4 separate regions of the Mus musculus genome follow, and all the other regions are linked to region 1. A link is a contact called in public ChIA-PET, Hi-C and HiChIP or PLAC-seq data. All regions are on one chromosome and are shown on one strand. The core of a region is the stretch at or near the end of the contact, and the rest is flanking DNA. Distances in the headings are between cores, read along the strand shown. Region 1 holds the start of Ly9 (lymphocyte antigen 9). Region 2 overlaps Slamf1 (signaling lymphocytic activation molecule family member 1). Region 3 holds the start of Cd84 (CD84 antigen). Region 4 holds the start of Arhgap30 (Rho GTPase activating protein 30).

The links. Hi-C and Micro-C count contacts between places; a contact is called where the count stands out from the background. ChIA-PET counts read pairs in DNA pulled down with a chosen protein or histone mark. HiChIP or PLAC-seq counts read pairs in DNA pulled down with a chosen protein or histone mark.
Region 2: a Hi-C map of Th1 cells shows a contact between it and region 1, with 2.0 times the contacts expected there. The contact joins the enhancer-like site here to the promoter of Ly9 in region 1. A contact is called at or near these places in 2 of 39 promoter capture datasets (embryonic stem cells and stem cell-derived epiblast-like cells), 4 of 484 Hi-C or Micro-C datasets (CD4 T cells, Th1 cells, nephron progenitors and 1 more), 1 of 115 datasets of contacts at active chromatin or transcription factors (effector CD8 T cells) and 1 of 9 other capture datasets (embryonic stem cells).
Region 3: a contact with region 1 is called in an H3K27ac HiChIP or PLAC-seq map of microglia, with 7 times the contacts expected there. The contact joins the promoter of Cd84 here to the promoter of Ly9 in region 1. A contact is called at or near these places in 7 of 39 promoter capture datasets (the HPC-7 cell line, embryonic stem cells, erythroid cells and 4 more), 5 of 115 datasets of contacts at active chromatin or transcription factors (bone marrow-derived macrophages, double positive thymocytes, effector CD8 T cells and 2 more) and 3 of 9 other capture datasets (adipose tissue, liver and pancreatic islet).
Region 4: a contact with region 1 is called in an RNA polymerase II ChIA-PET map of memory CD8 T cells, with 175 read pairs. The contact joins the promoter of Arhgap30 here to the promoter of Ly9 in region 1. A contact is called at or near these places in 3 of 39 promoter capture datasets (hematopoietic stem and progenitor cells and liver), 3 of 484 Hi-C or Micro-C datasets (CD8 T cells, embryonic stem cells and regulatory T cells), 5 of 115 datasets of contacts at active chromatin or transcription factors (bone marrow-derived dendritic cells, effector CD8 T cells, large pre-B cells and 2 more) and 1 of 9 other capture datasets (liver).

What each region holds. Positions count from the first base shown.
Region 1 is chr1:171,605,520-171,608,949 of GRCm38.p6, reverse strand. It overlaps Ly9 (lymphocyte antigen 9), which reads left to right and starts at 1,540. Exons shown (of 10, transcript NM_008534.3): 1 at 1,540-1,750. The coding sequence starts at 1,627.
Region 2 is chr1:171,780,548-171,784,141 of GRCm38.p6, reverse strand. The region is part of intron 3 of Slamf1 (signaling lymphocytic activation molecule family member 1); the gene reads right to left. Among named protein-coding and RNA genes, the nearest start is that of Slamf1, 15 kb to the right of the region's middle. Within about 2 kb of position 1,436, at least 32 of the 459 cell types and tissues checked have an H3K27ac peak or open chromatin away from gene starts, as enhancers often do. A contact at or near this core is called in Th1 cells, effector CD8 T cells and regulatory T cells, where this site is marked.
Region 3 is chr1:171,838,272-171,841,676 of GRCm38.p6, reverse strand. It overlaps Cd84 (CD84 antigen), which reads right to left and starts at 1,980. Exons shown (of 9, transcript NM_013489.3): 1 at 1,879-1,980; 2 at 974-1,097. The coding sequence starts at 1,019.
Region 4 is chr1:171,387,692-171,391,040 of GRCm38.p6, reverse strand. It overlaps Arhgap30 (Rho GTPase activating protein 30), which reads right to left and starts at 2,081. Exons shown (of 12, transcript NM_001005508.2): 1 at 1,678-2,081. The coding sequence starts at 1,774. Nectin4 (nectin cell adhesion molecule 4) reads right to left here. Exons shown (of 9, transcript NM_027893.3): 9 at 2,754-3,349.

The DNA.
Region 1 (3,430 bases), core at 291-2,790:
GTGTGAGCCATAGAGAAGGAACACTACCCCCCAAAAGAACTTCCTGGAGCCTTTTCACGGATTCAAGGAACATCTAGAGCAATAGGCACTGCTGGTGTGGAATAATGGTGGAGGGAAGTTAAAGCTGGATCAAGCCAGATGTACCCAGTAAGCTGATTTCTCCATTGGACATTGATCAATTGATTGATTTACGAAATCTCTGTTGTTTGATTGGAAAACTCAAGAAAGGGTGACTTCACTGGGTATAAGTCATCTCACCCATCTCATACAGGCTAAGAGTCAAAAATCTCAACACAGCTCATGAAGCCACTTGTAAGATGGCCTGCAAAGGATTTATGTTCCCCTTTCTGAGAAAATACCACAACCAAGATTCTTAAGACAATTAATGAATCATGCTTACAGTCAAAATACAATGTTGACCTCTGTGCCACCCACACACAGAGGGAATTCCCTTGAGTCTTGTGGTCTATGTTCTTATCTTGTCAATATTCCTTTCTTATCTGGAAACCGACACAATGAAAGTTACACACCACCTCATAATCTCATCTACAAAAGGAAAATGTTTTATATAAAATATGCATACCAGAATATTTTTACTTACTCTTTAACCCCATGTATAGCCTGTATGGTTCAAACAATGTAACTCCAAAATCCACAAAATCAGATATGTATAGTTACTGCCAAGGTACTGAGGTACACATCACCCTGGATTCCATCTCTCTTAGAGTGCACATTCTTTTCTCATTTAAACTAACTTTGCTTCTGACTGACTTGTCCTGAAATTCTTTTCTGCATCATAAATCAAAATCCCTGTGCATAGGGCAGAGATATTCAGCCACATTTCTTGAGGCACTATTAACAATAACCAACTTAGGGACTCAGCCTAGATGTTCATCAATAGAGGAAAAATGACGTATACGAACAAAACAGCATTTTTCTTCAATTATAAAGAAAATGAGACATTCAAGAAAATCAACAGAACTAGAGATCATTATATTGAGGGAAATATTCCAGGTTCAGAAAGATATTCATAATTTCTTTCCTATGTAGAACCTACATTATATATATATATATATCATATACATACACACACACACACACACACACACACACATGACATGAATTAGAGGAAGGAGAGAAGAAAATGGGGGAATTGGAAATGGGAAAGAAAGAGATGGAAGCCACAGCCTTTCTCTTGTCCTGTATTCAGAAGTGACATATCACTAGCTCTGTCACATCTATTCACTATAAGAAGCCACTAATCTCAGCCTGAATCCAAGAAGAGGACAGTAATGTCCAGAAGTGAGGATACTTAGTAGACATCTTTAGATTCATGGTTAGAGCTCATCTTTGATACTGAAACAAGTGAAGCCCAGCACTGGTTTACAATTTCCTTGCAGGATCTGGATGTGCTTGGGACCTCTCCCTCAGTCTGAGCAGATGCAGGAGTCTGTCGTGCTCAATATAAACAGCTCTTCCTGGGACACACATGCACACATGCACACACTCACACACACACACGCCACAAACCGTGCACCACAAACCACGCATGCGCGTGCACTCACATACTTCAGGAAGTTGTGGTAAGTGCATCTCCTTTAATTTGAAATCTGGAAGTACACCATCATGGCGGATCTAAAGAGATATTGGTGTGACTGGGCTCTAGGTCCACTCTCTGAAAATCCAAGAATGAGTCAGCAGCAGATATTTTCTCCCATTCTTTGGATTCCTCTCCTCTTCCTACTCATGGGTAAGTTCTGCTTGCTACACGCGGTCTCTGAGGTTGGGCTTCTGCCCGGAAGATAGATTCTTGTGGTAAAATCAGGAAATTACCTTCCTTAGGTAAGTACTCTGCAACTATACTTTATTTTGAGAACTGTACATATGTAAGAGTATGTATGCAGTGTGTGTGTGTGTGTGTGTGTGTGTGTGTGTGAGAGAGAGAGAGAGAGAGAGAGAGAGAGAGAGAGAGAGAGAGAGAGAGAGAGAGAGAGAGAGAGAGAACAAACACATTGAATCACCATGAGGAGGTAATATTCTAGCCCAGTCTCAAACCATGTTTCCTTCATACTCACTGTCTCCGGTTTGTTTTCTGTGTAATGTATACAAATTCACAGAGCAATCAGAGCAAACCCTTCTGATGACAAGCCACCTTGCAGCCTCCGGGGGCACAAACACTGTTAGATTTTCTTTCTACTTCCTGTCTTAATTCTTGTATCCCCTGGACCATAGAAGCTTCATATGCCCAGGTGACCCTAGACAACGTGACTCCTCCTCCTCCTCCTCCTCCTCCTCCTCCTCCTCCTCCTCCTCCTCCTCCTCCTCCTCCTTCTCCTCCTCCTTCTCCTCCTTCTCCTTCTCCTTCTTCTCTTCCTTTCCCTTTAGGCTACAGCTACACTTCTTTTTTTTTTAAGATTTATTTATTTATTTTATGATATGACTACACCACCATTGCTCTCTTCAGACACACCAGAAGAGGGCATCAAAACCCGTTACAGATGGTTGTGAGCCACCATGTGGTTGCTGGGAATTGAACTCAGGACCTCTGGAACAGCAGTGCTCTTAACCACCGAGCCATCTCTCCAGCCCTACAGCTACACTTCTTTGTCTTCTTTTTATCTTATAATTTTTGCACCCAGAATTCTTGAAGTAGCCAGGATTCAGATCTTGTCTGATTTGATCTAAATTCCTAGAGTACTCTACAAAGCCTCAGGAGCCCTGGAATCGGGGGATCTAGACTGGGGTCATGCAACAGATACCGCAGAGTCTTCATAGGAAAATGAGTTGTGTTGACCAAACACCTGAGCTCTTAAAAGCTTTGATAACAATATTTATCAGAAATATGGACTGTACTTAAAACCAAAACAAAGCAAAACAAATGATACCATCTCTGCCCAACCCCAAGCTTGACATGACTAAGCCAAAGACAGTCTGGGATCTCCTAGATGATGGAAGGTAGGCTGATAAAGACATTTTCAAGCTTGAAAACAGTGAGAGAGTCATGCTTAGCACAGTGGCATGGAACAGTCCCTCGGAAATAACTGTTATTTCTCTAGACTCTTAGTGACAGCTTTCCCCCCATGCTGAGCATCTAGGTTCTACCAGGGAGTGACTTTATTTATTCTATCACTCACCTAGCCATCTCTCCACTCCTCTAAGCATCGTCCTATTCATCTTATTTTTAAAGAGATGATGTCATTTGCTTTTCTAGCTCTTTACAGTTTGCAACAACCTGCTTTCATTGAAGTTTTATCAGAATATCCCTTGTACATGACGTAGCTCTGATGAATCTATCAGTCTTACAGATCAATATGCTGACTCTCAGAAAACTTCAGAAATTCACCCAGTCATAGCCTGAGTAATTTCCCAATTAGAAAAGAAGTTTAGAAGAAACGGTTTATGGATTACTATAGCTACTTTCATGGAAGAG
Region 2 (3,594 bases), core at 187-2,686, 180 kb before region 1:
TTCTTTCTTTCTTTCTTTCTTTCTCTTTCATCCTCCCTTCCTCCTTCCCTCCCTCTCTCCTCCCCCTCCCTCCCTCCCTTCCTTCCTTCTTTCCCTCCTTCCTCTTTCTTTTTGTCATTGTTGCTGAGAGGGGCTCTTTCTTTGAGGCTAGGCTGGCCTAGAAGGTGCTGAGTAGCCTTGCAAGCATCCTATCTCAGCCTCCCCAGTATAAGAGGCAGGTGCCTGTTCCCTTAGCTGCTGCTCATCTTCTGTATGAACAGTATCTTCCCATTTCTCAGATCATCCAGGCCACATCTATATTCCTATGTCTTAAGTACTATGAACCTTCCAGTTAGAAATTTTAGTAGTAGTCTCTTTAAAATAATGGTTTTTCATCTAGTAAAATGCACTTTGTCACCAAACTCCCACTTAGATAAAAAAAAAAAAATCTTTAAAGGTAGTCTCTGGGTCTATTCCTTTTTTTAAAAAATACACTCTCTTATTTCACCAGATATAGAATATGAAGACACTCTATATACATTTGATGAACTTAAATGACTGAATACAAATGGATCATAGAGAACTGACACGTATTCTTTTGTTAAAAATTATCAGAGTGCTAAATACATGAAGGTCTCAGAAGGCATGCTGGGTTACTTTCTGAATGCCCTGAGACAAAGAAAGTACCAATGACCTATCTGACATAGCTTTGTAATAACAACATGAATCTGGAAAAATGTGCTTTTTGGAGGCACCCACAACACATGACCTATGCTCCCATTTCCAAACCAGAAGATCTCTCTCTCTCTCTCTCTCTCTCTCTCTCTCTCTCTCTCTCTCTCTCTCTCTCTCTCTCTCTCTCTCTCTCTCTCTCCCTCTCCTGTTGCTCATTCATGTAGTGAGGCCTCTCAGGATGGTGGTTCTCAGAAATCTGATAAAAGTCCTTGGCTCTACAGGCCCTTCATTCACAAAGAAACAGTATCTCAACTAACTTTCTCTCTCTCTTTCTTTTTCTTTCTTTCTTTCCTTTTTCCTTTCCTTTTTTTTTAAACCAAAAGTATGATGCCTTTCTCCCTGCAGAAACCCCTCAGAGTCAGCTAAGTGGGCTGACTGAAAACACCTGTGCTATTTAGAGGAGCAAGTACTTTACATGAATCTCTACCCTGTAGTCCTTCTGCGGTATTAGATGTGAGTTGAACAAGAAAACCTGCACAGAGCCACACCTCCCTCCAAGGAAAATGCTAGCAATCTTCTTTTCCTTTTAGTCTTTGAAAATTGGTTGTCACAGCAACACAAAAGCTTCTCTCCCTTCAAGTCCTTAAATCATATTATTTAAGGAACAGAAAAAGAAAACAAAACAGAACCCAAGAAACGAATGTAGTTCATCCCAGGAGCCTCTGAGATGCTCACATAACGGTCTGAGAGTACCGGATCTCTTTCCGGCCTTTCATGTGGTTTTTCTCAGCAAGGTTTCTGGCATGGAGCACAGCTCCTTGAAGAAGTTGACACTCTTCAAGAGATGCCTTCTTAGTGGTAGTTTCCAGTGAGAATTGGGGGATGGGAGGAGGATACCAATTTCAAGTCTGGGAACATCTAAGAAAGTTATTATATGGAACCCAAACCTTCTGGAAACACCCTCCACAGCAGCCTGTTCCACCTAGATAATGTTGCAAAGGATACCAACCAATCATTTCTCCTATCCTTTCCTGGCAGAATGAGTCAGCTCTGGACACACAGTTGCCCAGCTAACAACTGTACTGCTTAGCTTTCCTGGTAAGAGGTATGGCCACATAATGAGGCTGTAACTGACTCGAAGTGTTCCACCTCTACCTTTCACCACTATTGTCAGGTTTGCTTGATGGGGCTGATATTGCAGAGGACATAACCATGGGCACGGAATGTCTAGGCGACTATGGAAATGAGACTTTGCTAGACTGGGGTAGGGGACACTGTGGAGCCCCAGTGTCAGCCTTTTCTTCCACTGAGCCAGTGTTTTGATAATTTCTTGAAAAAAGTTCTTCTTTTTAGTGTGGGCCTCCAGGGGCATTCCCTTCTCGCTGAATATTTAAGATTTTGAATCAATCATCCTTACACAGACATAATACTTTCAAAACATACTGATTAAGGACAGCAGCAAGCCCCACACAGTCCCACACCTGTCAACCCATGTTTGCATGCTTCATATAAAGGTAAAGCCCAGGAATGTAGGCCTTGGCATAAGAGACTGTATTATAATGGACATTGACGATGTACACAATTTCTAAGTGGCCACTGGATCAGGGATGATTATATGACTGTGGGCCTAGACAAATGTCATTGAAACTTCTTCCCAAGGAACAAACACACCCATGCACAGCTCAGCCTCACATCAAAAGGGTGTGCCAATATCACACTATATTTGTTCTTAGAGTATCATGAGTGACTTTGAGGTTTTCTTCCATTAAAGTGAAAATGTCCTCAAAACCAACTCTCCCGACTTACTGATTGCAATGTCTGATGAACCGTCAGCCTACCCTGAAGTTTCATTCCAGGACGGAGGTCTCCCTTGGAGCACACTGCATAAGAAGTCTTTGTTACACTAACAGTTGCTGCTTTGACCCAGGCCCCAGCACGTATGGATGGATTGTTGTCATAATGTTCTCCTATAACTAATTTCTTTTTCTTTTGTCTCTTGCTGACCCCAGTCTATTCTCTACACGGTAAAACCTCAATAGCTGTTTCGTCAATGTAAAAGCAATGCCTTAAAAATTCGCAACTTCCATTTGCAACTACAAAGTGAGAAACCAGTGATTCTCAGCCTGTAAGTCTTGACCCCTTCACGTGGTCTTTCCTAAGACCTTTGGAAAACACAGATATTTACATTACAGCTCATAACAGCAAAATTACAGATAGGAAGTTTCAACAAAAATAACTTTATGATTGGGGGTCACCACAACATGAGGAATTGTATCAAAGGGTCTTAATATTAGGAAGGTTGAGAGCCACTGTGATAGATACATAGAAGTGGATTTTCAGTAATTTAGGTGATTTCCTTTACAGCCCTGTGTGGAGGAAAGGTCATACTGCAAAGCGTCCATGGGTCTGACTTGAATGTGGTAAGAGCCTCCTCCATCTTTACTTGAACTGCAAGTTAACTGGCATTCTCTTAAAACCCATATTTGGAAGTCTTTAGGATGTGGCTTCAATTAAAGATGGGAGCTTTACAAAAATAATCAAATTAAAACTGGGATGTCATTGTAGTACTGTGGCTTAATTACTACACCTACCAACCCATATGTTGAAGTTCTGAGCCTTTCCAGAATGGTATTTGGGAACAGGTTGCTATGAAGATAATTAAATTCAAATGAGGTCAGGAGCGTGGCCCTTATCTAACCTGATGGGTATCTGTATCAAAGAGGGAAAGGAGACACAGGGATGCACAGAGGAGAAAAGTCATCTGCTGGTCAAAGAGAGGTCTTAGGAGAAGTTCAACCTGACAACACCTTGATCTTGAACTTCTAGACTCCAGAACATTGAGACAACGATTTCCAATAGTTTAAGGCATCCAGCATATGACATCGAGACTCTCAGCAAACTAAACACCCTAGCATCCCTTATTAACCATTCTTGTTGACA
Region 3 (3,405 bases), core at 731-3,230, 230 kb before region 1:
AATCAGTATACCCCAAGACCCATCTATACCACTCGGGCACATACCCAAAAGATGTGTCCTATGACTACAGGCACACTTGCTTAACCATATTCATTGCTGCTTTGTTCATTATAGCCCCAAACTAGGAACAATCTAGATCTCTCTTCACAGAAGAATGAGTAAAGACTCCGTGGTGCACTTAAACCATGGAGTATTACTTGGCTCTTTAAAAAATCGACATAATGAAATTTTCAGGCAAATGGATGGAACTAGAAAAAAAATCATCATATTATATTTTATTTTGACATTTTTTTTGTTGTTTAGAAGTCAGCTCTTTTCTAATGAGAGACAGAAAGGGAGTAGATGTAGAAGGGGGGAAGGTGGAGAGGGACTGGGAGGAGTTTAGGGAGGGGAAACTCTAACTAGGACATATGGTATGAAAAATCTTCTATTTTCAACAAATAGGGGCAAAGAAACAAAAATGAACCATTGGTTCTTAGCCTACTTGCTAGTGATTTCCATTATGTGACTCCAGTGAGAGCATTAATTAAGTAATTAATTAACTACCTAACAAATATTTATTAAATGCCTACTATGTCCCAGGCATACACAGATCATACCAGTTAAGACAAGAGAATAAACAGATGGAAATACAAAAGGAAAATCAAGCTGAAATGATGCTGGAAACCAAAAACTTAACCCAAATAAACAGTGCAACAACCCATAGGACAATAGGAAGAGGAGGGACCAGGAGTTGAAGGCATAGGTAGGAAAGGGGACAGAAAGTGAAAGAAGACTGGTTTAATGTGATGAAGCACATTGCTTGGGTCTTAAGGTCTCACTCTAGTTCAGTAGGTTGAGTGTAATATGAACAGAAAGCCCAGGAAATTCTGCTGAAACGAGATCAAAGGGACACGTCCCTGCCCTCCCATGTGTATTTTCTAAAAAGTTATGACATAGTAGGACTTCAATACTAACAAGGTTCAGAACTCACAGGTTTGTAGGCAAAGGAACCAGATCCACAGATGGCGCTGGGCCATGTCCAGTCAGACTCCAGTCTTCTGAGGAAAAATAACTGGTGTGGTAGCTGCTTTCACTTCAGTGTGGTGTTTCCGGAGCTGGAGGGAGGAAGTGTGAGCTGATTAAGATGTGTTACTTCTTAACCTACTTACTAGTGTTTTCCATTATACAACAGCAGTGCATATTCATTATTAATTATCCAACAAATATTTATTAAGTGCCTACTATGTGCCAGACATATCATGGATGTTGATCAGTAGCTATAAAGTAATGAGTTCCCTTTGTGGAGTTTATATTCTTTATAGAGGGATTGATAATTATACAGGAAATTTCAGTAAATGGTGATATATGCTGCAGCAGGAAGAAATGCAGGGTGGAGGCATCTACTCCAGGCTAGGGTAAGTTAGGGAGATTTCTGAAAGGAATTGACAATGTAGCTGAGACAAATATGAAGAATGAACTAGTATTTTTAGGCAAGGGGTTAATTGTATTTTGAATCACAAGAATAAGCCATAGTCTTTGAGTTCAGTGTCTCCATGTTTGCATCCATTGCCTCCTGCCCACTGGCCCTATAAAGTCAGCATCTGTGATCTGGAGATTGCTGTATCTCTCCCACTGACCCACCATCACCTAGTTACATTAACTCCCCCACTCACGTCATGAATCAGCACCAATTGTCTCTACACCTGCCTCGCATGGACCCCTTAGTGAGACAAGCGCAGCTAAGCTGAGCACCCCAAGACCCACTCTGCACTCTCAGTGCAAGTATGTCAGATTCCAAAAGGCAGACACACATTTCCAGATAGCAAGCCAAAGATAGAGCCCTCAATGGATCTGAAGTCAGACCCAGAGGCAAACTAGATCCAGAGGACCCCTTCCCAGAGCATAACATCAGATTCTGGTCCAGAGCTGGTCCAGAAAGGTGTTCACCATCAGACAGAAAAGGAAGAAGTGGTCAGTCACAGAGGAACTCCAAGCACTGAGACGGGTTTGTGGAACCAGAAAAGGAACACGGGAGACACCACAAACCATCCAGCAGTAAATGAGCCGATTCCTGGTCATGACTGGTGCTGAAGATGATACCCTGCTCTCAGAGGAGGACTAGAGACACAGACCTTAGTAGTCCAAGCACAGAGAGAAATGACACCTCAACTGTACCATAACCCTCTGGAACATTGCAAATACTCAAGGAAACAAGAAAATTGACTCAAGAGAAACTGACCTTGACACCTGAGCTGAGAGCTCCACTTTAAAATCACATATTACACACAGACACACACACACAGACACAGCACACCCAGAGACACACACAGACACACAGACAGACACACATACCACACACACACAGAGACACACAGGCACACACACACAGAGACACACACAGGCACACGTATACAGAGACACACACAGACACACATACACAGACAGACACACACAACAAAAAAAGTAACAGGGATGGAAGACATAGTAAGGGACTGAGATATTAGGTCAAAGACAGTGACTGGTTTAATATAAGTGTGTAAAATGTGTGATATACTTAGGACAACATGGAAAGAGCAAATTTGTGAATTATGGAGTAAAAGAAGTTGAATTGCATGCTAAAGGTGTAAAAAATATTTTCCACAAAACCATAGTAAAAATAGTTCCACATTTAGGGAAATAGTGAAATGTACACAGAACACCAAATAGGCATGAATCGACAGATACACACACACCACACACAGAGTCACACACAGACATACACAGAGACACACACACAGACACACATAGACACACACACAGACACTCAGACACAGACACACAAATACAAACTAAAATAACTTGTATTGGAGAGATGGCTCAGTGGTTAGCACTGCTCCCACTTTCAGAGGACCTGGTTTTGATTCTCAGCACCTATAACTGTCTGTAACTCTCATTTCAGGGGATCAAACACTGTCTTCTGATCTCAGAAGGCACTGCACACATGTGGTGCACAGACATACATACAAACAATCATACCTTTAAAACAAAAAGTAACCAAACCTGTCTCTTCCTTAAACTACACTCCCCGGAGTAGCAACTCTTAATGGACGTGACTTAGACATAAACTTCCATAGAGTGATTATGAATATATTCTCACTTCTTGACATGTTCAAAGATATGAAGGCCCGCTTAAAGAAATGAAAGTAGACATGAATAAAAGTTTAATAATGATATAGGAAGCTAATTGTTAGATATGAAAGTGGAATTAAATAAAGAAATGGAAATATGAAAGAAAAATCAAACTGAATTGATGCTGAAAATGAAAAGCTTAAGAAAAATAAATATGCAGTGTAAGGCCTCTGCAACTAAATGTGTTGTACTGGCTAGTTTTGTGTCAACTTGACACAGCTGGAATTATCACAGAGAAAGGAGCTTTGGTTGGGG
Region 4 (3,349 bases), core at 832-3,331, 220 kb after region 1:
CTCCTATCCTCCATGGGCATGTCACACCAGTGCATCACAGACATTCAAGCAGGCAAAAAATTCATATATATATATATGTATATATGTATCATATATATGTTAAAAGTAAATAAATCTCAAAAAAATGTTTTCATCATCCATGTCAGAGGGTAAAGGATGCCTGCGATCAATCCTGAAGTCCTTAGTTCAATCCCCGGGACCCACATGATGAGAGAACAAGCTTCCAAAATGTGCCCTCCGACCTTCACCCATGCCCCGTGATACATGCAGCCACACACTTACACAGGACAAAAATAAATATCACCTGTGAGATGGTTCAGTGGGTAAAGGTGCTTGCTGTCAAACCCGATGACCCCAGGTTCACCTCTGGGACCCACAGGCTAGGAAAAGAAAACTGATCCTCTCAAGTTGTCCTCTGACCTCCCACCTGCCCTGGAACGAATGTGCCCCTCCCCAGTATGTACACAAAATACCTAAATAAGGTGAGCAATAACTTTAAAAAAGAAAGATTAATTGTCTAGAGTGGAACAATTATAAAGGAGCCAGGCCTGCTCACAGAGAAGAAGGCACAGAAAAGCCTACCTCATCTGTTTAACTATTTCTTAGGGCCTGGGCTTTCCCTTAATGGAGGCTGGTAGGGTTGGGGCCCTCTGATGGAGGAGAAAAGGGGAAGGAGGTGTCTGGGGACACAAGGGCGGGGCCAAGAGCAGGAAATGAGCTGGGAACCACCACCACCCTCCCTTCACTGCAGGCAACCAGAGAAGGGGGACAAAGAGGAAATGACAGATTGGGGTGGGGTGGAGTGGAGGGGGGCAGAATTGTGCCCCCTTTTTTTGTTAAGTTGCTCTGCGTGCTGAAAACAAGCTGGGCAGTGTAGTCGGGTCGGCACTGATCAATTTCAGAACAAATTAAGGCCTGGTTCTGAGTGGTGACTGCATGTCCTACACAGTGATGAGCTCCCAGGCCCACTGCAGAGGGAGCTCCAGACTGGGTGCACACCCCTCTTTATTGTAGTTTCCACTCCCCACTTCAAACCAGGGCTGAAGCAGTCTGGTTCACTTTTCCCGCATTCCCGGTGCAGTCTACCATCAACGGGTTTCTTCTTTGCAAGCAATTTAAAGAAGAGTGTCACTCCTCCCTGCTGCCCCCACTCCTGTGGCCCAGCAAAGGTGCAGAAGGGCTAGGTCCTTGTCCCTTGGTGCTGTTCTCCAGTTAGAATGCCTTCCTCTCCCCTCCGCAAGTTCTATCCTCAGACTCGCTGGGCCCTTTCTTACCTGTATCTCCACTTAGTGTTCCACCAACTATCCCTTCAGCCATTCTTCTGGCATCCGACCTCCATTCCCTCCACCCTGTCCCCAGTCTCCATTCTCTCATCTGATTCATCCACCTCTCCAGATTTTCCAAATCTCATCCCCCACCCCACCCCGGGACACATTCCCTCGGCATTCCCATCCTCGAGTTCTCAGCTACCCGGTCCCTAACTACCGCAGAAGGGCACCTCTCCATCTTCTTCTCTGAGCCACATTTCCTGTCTTGCCTTTGCCTAGATCTCAGGTGTGGTGATCCTGGGCCACTGCCCGTTCCCTAAGAGCTCATTCTGCCCAACGGAGAAGACAAGGTTGGCGTCTGCATGGCAATCCAGCCACCCAGCTGCCCCGTTCCAATTGACCTCCTTACCTTCCTGGCCCGAGTGCTGTAGATGCTCACGTAGGTCACACCCAAACACCCGTTCCTTAGAGCTGCCCTTCTTCTTTCCTTTCTGCCGAGACTTCATGACCAGGGCCCCCCGGGATCTCTGTCCCCCAAGACCTTTGACCTACCAGTCCCCCATGGAATCCCAGTCAGTAGTTGGGCTTGGCCCAGCCCCAGGGGGGGCAGGGCTCCAAACTGGAGGTGGAGGGTGGCCTGGGCAAGGGACAGCAGCGCTTGCCTCTGGGGGGCCCCTGGGGCCACACGGAAGTAGATATGGAAGAGGAAGCTACCAGAACCCTGGCATGAAGCTGTGTCTCGTGGCCAAGCTGAGCGCTAGCCCTTCTCGTCCTGTGCAGCTCGAGGGGGAGCAGGAAGCTGTGCAGCTCCTCAAACCCGCTTCCTGTTAGAGCATCTTTGCAACCACAGGCCTCGGGTGGGGGAGGTAGCTGGCATTCACATCCTCATCATTGCTGGGACTCCATTCATTGGTCACAGCAGAAGGTGATGTCAGAATCTCGGGGTGGAGTAAGGGTGCCTGGGGTGTGAGCAGGTGGCTGCCATTTCTAGAGACCGAAATCTCTAGGTGGGACAGAGACCCGAGGCTTTGCCTGTGAGCACGGCAGGAAAGGACCACGAAGAACATACCCAGGGTGGGGGATTCTTTGATGACCCTGCCATCTTGGTCAGGTCACATTACTTCACTGAGCCTCCAGTCGCTGTACATTTGAAAATGAGGACACAGACCAGGTGACTTTGAGTTTCAGTTTCTTTGTCTGTCAAAGGGTACACGGCTGACCACCCCACACAGCTGCTGGAAGTTTCCAGTACAGTCAGATTAGAACCACTTTAGAAACTAAGGCACTGGCTTCCCCAAAAGGAGGTTATGTCCACACGGCCCTACCTGAGGGCTCTCAGAAATGGTTACAATGTCTTTTGAAAGCCACTTGCTCCTTTCTTAGCTGTATCTGGGCCCTTTCCCTGGGAGGGAATCACATAGAGACTCAGTCCATAGCACTTGTGACTTACCCAGTTCAAGGGGCAAGACAGGAATCAGACAAAAAAAGGTTTTATCTGTTTATTTAAAAACAGAATATCATTTTATGTACAAATATACATATATTTACATGAAATATACATACTAAGACCCCAGATCCTTGGGGTCCATAAGTCCTGGGCTGCTTGGGAATGAAATGAGAGTTTCTCCTTTAGACCAGCAGATTTCAGGCCACACAAGGGTTGGATACTAAATCCCAGTATTCTGACTGCGTAAGTTTGGGCAGGCTAAAGAAAAACAAACATCTTACCCCAGGCTCCACACATACAAAGTGCCAGAGAGCCCCGGATTAATGACTCAGAAACCCCTGGGGAAGGGCCTGTTCTCACCCTCACCCACAACACCCCTTTCTCTTCACCTGAACTTCCACCTTCCCCGCGACCTACCCTCTGCCCTCAACACAACTGAACCAGGAGTCCTTGACAACAAGTCCCAACGCCGTGAAGGTACAAACCACTGTAGACACAGCGAGGACAAGATTCGAGGGGCCATGGGAGCCAAGCCCCCCCATCCCTAGTCTCTTATCCAGTGTTCAGACCTCATACCCCAGGTTCCAGACTCCTCCAGCTGTCAGCCCCCTCCCCAGAACCTCTGTGGGTGAAG